Regions from separate parts of the Oryctolagus cuniculus genome. Here region 2 is linked to region 1. The links are chromatin contacts, called in public Micro-C maps. All regions are on one chromosome and are shown on one strand. The core of a region is the stretch at or near the end of the contact, and the rest is flanking DNA. Distances in the headings are between cores, read along the strand shown.

Region 1 (2,700 bases), core at 162-2,661:
AAAGGAGAGGTTGCCAGTGGACCTGAATAACTGAATCAATGGCAAGTTTATGGGGGCAGATGTCCGTGCCAAGCAATGGGTCAAAACCCCACTCCTGGTAAAAACATTGCAGGGCATGTGAAGGCACTTAACTCTTCCACGTGATGAACGGCAAGTGGGGGCCTTGTGTTCACAGAGCCCCGCTGAGGCTCAGTTCCGCCACCTTCCAGCTGCTGACCTGGAACAAGCCACTCGGCATGCCTGAGCTGTGTTTTCCTTTCCTGAGAAATGAGCATTAGTGCCCGCCTCATAGTGTTACGGGGAAGTGAGCGTGAGTTGACTTGGTGCCCAGAATACGTTGCCTGATGACACGGCTGCAGTCACAAGACCGCTAGGGAATTACGCACAATCAGCACCTGCATTTCCAAGGTGACGCTGCCACGTCGCTCTCCCGGTCTCTCTTTGGTCTCTCTGTTTGACATTCTTTGTAACCACTAGCGGGCAAGGATATGCTTTCAAATTCTGTCACTCATTAGCTTTGTTTTTTAATCCGCAGGGATGTAACTGATACATTTTATATAAATACTGTAAATTTGTATATAGTGGGTGCATACAAGGTTAGAGGCTTATAATAGGGAATTCGGTGGTTTCTATGTTTGAAGTATGTCTACTACGGGTAAGTAATTGCGATGACGAAGGCCCGTGTGCAGGGACAGACCTGCAGGAGGACGTGGGAAAGCTGAGGAGCACGCAGCCACCAGGCTCAGCCTGCAGGCCCTCAGAGCATTCCCTTGGCACAGCGTCCGTCCTTTAAAAGTCCCACTGAATCCACCCTCACGCCCTCTTCCTTCCAGCAAACCCAGAGAGTTTCCTTTGCGTACAAACATTTTGCCGGCCCTCTCGTGTCCCTGTGGGGCCTCCTCTGCCTTTGCTCACAGGCCCCCAGGTGGCCAGGCCGCCCGCGCTGCCCGCTGCACCCGGGCCGTGCACACCCAGCCCCGGCAGTGTGAGGGTGGATGGCAGAGCCTCGGTCCGGCCCCTCCGCTCTTGTGGGTTTCAGCCAGACCTGGGGTGTTATTTTAGTGCAACTGCAGTGTTTAATTTGAGGATGTGTGTGGACCAGAAGGAGGGACCAAAACATGATTTTTCCCCCCCTTTCAGCCAAATGATTAAATTTGAAGTTCTAAAAAACGCACAGCTGGGTCCAAAGCGGCATCCAATTGGGAAGAGAGAAGCGCCCCTGAAAACCCCTCCCTCGCCAGGGCCCATCATAGCCCCGCCGCCGGCTGCCACCTCCCTGGCAACACCTGGGCAGTCTGCTCACCCCCAGCCCAGCAGCCGCTGCCCGCCCTGCCCGCGCACCGCGTGCCTGTGCTGGAGGATCAGCGCACAGATCTTCTCCTTTCTTACAGTGCCGAGCACCCCGCCGCCATGGCTGAGGGGGAGGTCACCACCTTCACAGCCCTGACCGAGAAGTTCAACCTGCCTGCAGGGAACTACAAGTTGCCCAAACTCCTCTACTGCAGCAACGGGGGCCACTTCCTGAGGATCCTGCCGGACGGCACTGTGGACGGCACAAGGGACAGGAGCGACCAGCACAGTAAGTGCCCGGCTCGGTTGCACCTGCTCCCCTGGCTGGGGTCTTCCTTGGTCAGGGACCGGAGGACCTCTAGGTCCTGTTCGGGCAGGACACACACAGAGGTGGCGGTGACATAAATGTGTCGAGGCTGGGTTTGCGAAGCTACCGCTCACCTAAGGGCATCCAATTTCAAATTTGGAAAAGGACTCTGCTGACCTAACGCAGCTGGCTGCCTGCGCCCAGCCGCTGTGCGTTTCCCCAGGTTGCTGTAGCTGCCCCCTCCAGCTGCTTCCTGACAGGCAGGGGGCAGTAAAATCCCACACCAAGCCACGGGCTTGATGTCCAGTTCACTAACCCTCCAGGCTGGGATTGCACCCAGCGTACATGTAGCCTTGCACGTCGTAAGCCAGGCAGCCCTTTCTCTGCCTCCATGCAGCAGATGTAGCTGTGGTCCCCGGGAGGGGGGAGGGGTAGGTCATTCTCCAGACCTCGTGGAAACAGGACAGCAGCAGCAACAGGAGCTGGAGGCAGAGCGCCTCGCCCAGGCTGCACTGGCGGCCAGCTCCCAGGCGATACCAGTGAGGGAAGGTCAGGCTTGGGAGGGAAGTATCCTCTTGACATTGAATGACACAGCTCTCTTCCTTGCACCTGGGGACTTCCGGGGTGGGTGCGGATGCCGAAAATCAGGTGTCTGGTCCCTGGGTACCACGGGGGCACTGGATGTTGTAGAGAAGCCAAAAGCCAGAGCTGCTGGCTGCCTAGAGACTCAGCACCTCAAGAGTCAACCGCGCTGCAAATCAGGAGAAGGAAAGTGTGGGTGGGCTCCGGCAGAGCAGAGGCAGCAGGCAGCTCCCGCGGGACTGGCTTCACGTGGAACGCTAAGTGCTGCCTTAGGCGGAAGGTGTATAGACCAGAGGCTCTTAATTATACATGCACCGTGCACCAACGGCTGCAGGCTTTCAACACAAAAGACCACTCCAGCGCTGCCCACTGTACCCCTACAAGCACAGGCAACAGTGATGGACACCAGGGAGCACCAGCCCCTCCTTGGCACCGCGGTGAGGTGCAGGAGAGGCTGTGGCCGGGCTGGCAGCTACAGGGGTCTGGGTTTGGGGCTTTGTCTGAATGTCCCATCTTCCAAC
Region 2 (2,700 bases), core at 161-2,660, 39 kb before region 1:
ACGCGGCGGCCATTGGAGGGTGAACCAACGGCAAAGGAAGACCTTTCTCTCTGTCTCTCTCTCTCTCACTGTCCACTCTGCCTGTCAAAAAAAAAAAAAAAAAAAAGGTGGCCGGAGAAATGGAATTAAAAGAGAAGTTTAGGGGCGGCGTTGTGGTGTAGTGGGTAAAGCCACCGCCTGGGGCACTAGCACGTCACCCATATGGGCGCTGTGTTGAGTCCTGGCTGCTTCTCTTTCCATCCAGCTCCTTTTTTTTTTTTTTTTTTTTTGAAAGCTTTTATTTAATAAATATAAATTTCATAGGCACAGCTTTAGGAAAATAGCAGCTCTCCCCCCCATACCCGCCCTCCCACCCCCACTCCCATCCCACCTCCTACTCCCTCTCCCATCCCATTCTTCATCAAGATTCATTTTTAATTATCTTTATATACAGAAGACCAACTCTATAGTAAGTAAAGATTTCAACAGTTTGCACCCACACAGACACACAAAGTATGAAGTACTGTTTGAAGACTAGTTTTACTGTTAATTCTCATAGTACAACACATTAAGGACAGAGGTCCTACATGGGGAGCAAGCGCACAGTGACTCCTGTGTTGATTTAATAAGTGACACTCTTATGACGTCAGTAATCACCCGAGGCTCTTGTCATGAGCTGCCAAGGCTAAGGAAGCCTTTTGAGTCCACAGACTCCGTCAATATTTAGATACCCATCCAGCTCCTTTCTAATGCACCTGGAAAAGCAGAGGAAGACAGCCCAAGTGCTTGGGCCCCTGCACCCTGTATGAAAATTCTGACTTCTGCTTTCCACCTAGCCCAGTGCTGGCCATTGTGGCCACCCAGGGAATGAATCAGAGGAAGATCCCCCTCTCTCTGTAACTCTGACTTTCAAATAGATAAATCTTTGCACCCCCCCAAAATATTGCCATTAAAAAATAAGTTTATATTAATGCAAAAAAGTTCTGCAATCTATGCATAATTTTTTCATCACACACATATTCCATGAACTTTTTGAAGTCCCCTTGTACTTTAAGAGAGGTGGCTGAGGACAGGCCCTGGGGCCACTTCAAAGGGTGACTGAAGGAAAAGGAGCCAGGGCAGGACGCTAAGCAGATGAGAAAGGAGACCTCCCCCCACCCCACCCCACCCCAGGGCCAGGGCACGTGCTGACACCAGAGTGAGGGCTGTGTAGCCTGCGGTTGAGCTGCTCTGCTCGCTGGGGCTTGGGATCCACTGAGAGTAGAGAGACCCGGTCTCAGGCTGCACCCAGCCCGGATGAGCAGTGCTGCAGGCAGGTCTTCTGGTGGTTACACGGCAGCTGGACAGCGGAACTGGACGCAAGAGCCCCCTCCCAGTAAAAGCCAAATCAGTTAAGAACAGAATGCACGCCTGACCAAGGGCAGCTACAGGCCACGGCACCCCGGGTGTGGGAGGAGCCTGCAGCACTTCCACGGCTGGGCTGGGCTGGAGGCGGGGCCGTGCAGAGCCGCTGAGCGAGGCTGGAGCAAGAGCGCCCCCGGCGGCGAGGAGGCGCCCTGCGCAGAAACTTGGGACTAGAAGCAGAGGTCCAGCCAACAGCCGCTGCGCTCTCTCCAGCAACATTTCCACGAGTTATCTCCTTTCCCTTTTAACTAGACAAAGCCCTGCAGTGACCAGATCCAGTGCGAATTGGCCCTCCCCCACCCCAGCCACTCCCCCAGAGACCATCCCATTTTTTCCCCCAGGTTTCCATCGGTGTCTCCACCCAGGACTGCAGCAATCAGTGCTGGGATACACCCCGCCTTCCAGGCACACCTGCACACCGCCGGCTCGCTCTCTCTTCCACGGCCGCTGGGAGTCTGCTTGGCTGCTCTTCCTTCATACTCTGAGAACCAGAATGCAGGGAAGACAACCCTTTTCCCAGCAAGCTTTGTCCACAGAACACAAGGCTGTCAAGCGCCCCGGCCCGAGGAATCCACAGTTTTCTTTCTCAACAAGATGCTGTAGGGCGTCAGTATCTGAGCACAAGGAACCCTTATTAACCGAATAAAGCTGGATCAACCACACTCAAAGAGATAAAAGAACAGTTTACCCTCCCCAGCTTCACCATCTAGCTCCTCCACTTTTATTTGTATGATATAATATGTATAAGTCAATATTTGAAGAGTTTAGCAATCCCAGGGCACAACAAGACCTGTTACAAGGATCACGGGGTGGGAAGTTTGTTCACAGATTTTTGGGAGACCAAAGGCTGAAGTCCATTAAAAAAAACTTTTTAAAAATATGATTATACCAGGAGGCTTCAGAAAATTCATGGAAAATGAGCATTCTCTTTTAATTCCACTTTTCCTTGAACTTTCAAAGCCCTCTTTAATCTGCGAGGTCATCAGCTTGATTATATTTTTAGAAGCTCGTTCTTGGGTACAGAGCAGGGAAAATTCTCTCTCATCCTGCAGAGAGCACAAAAACCTGCATGGGAAAAACAGATGATTCTACAGCTCTGCTGAGTGCGCCATCACCGCAGGCACACTTGGCTCAGTGCGCCCTCTCCTGGCTCCAGGTTCCATTGCACGCGCCCGAGGCCAGCCCAGCCCGCAGACAAGTCTCCAATTCCCACATCAACAGATCTTTTGAGTTTCTTCTTCTGTAACCACTGAAACCCCAGGATGTTCTCTCTCAATATTTGTGCTATATTTTCAGGACACATGGGGTTCTGCCACT

What was found. A called contact is a pair of places that touch in the nucleus more often than the background predicts.
Region 2: a contact with region 1 is called in a Micro-C map of ear pinna, with 7 times the contacts expected there. The contact joins the enhancer-like site here to the promoter of FGF1 in region 1. A contact is called at or near these places in 2 of 6 Hi-C or Micro-C datasets (ear pinna and an unstated tissue).

The regions. Positions count from the first base shown.
Region 1 is chr6:30,106,149-30,108,848 of mOryCun1.1, reverse strand. It overlaps FGF1 (fibroblast growth factor 1), which reads left to right and starts at 1,411. Exons shown (of 3, transcript NM_001171488.1): 1 at 1,411-1,579. The coding sequence starts at 1,411. All of the region lies in intron 3 of LOC138850171 (a long non-coding RNA gene), which reads right to left.
Region 2 is chr6:30,144,836-30,147,535 of mOryCun1.1, reverse strand. The region is part of intron 3 of LOC138850171 (a long non-coding RNA gene); the gene reads right to left. It also overlaps a transcript of FGF1 not described here. Among named protein-coding and RNA genes, the nearest start is that of FGF1, 39 kb to the right of the region's middle. Within about 2 kb of position 1,410, at least 1 of the 8 cell types and tissues checked has an H3K27ac peak or open chromatin away from gene starts, as enhancers often do.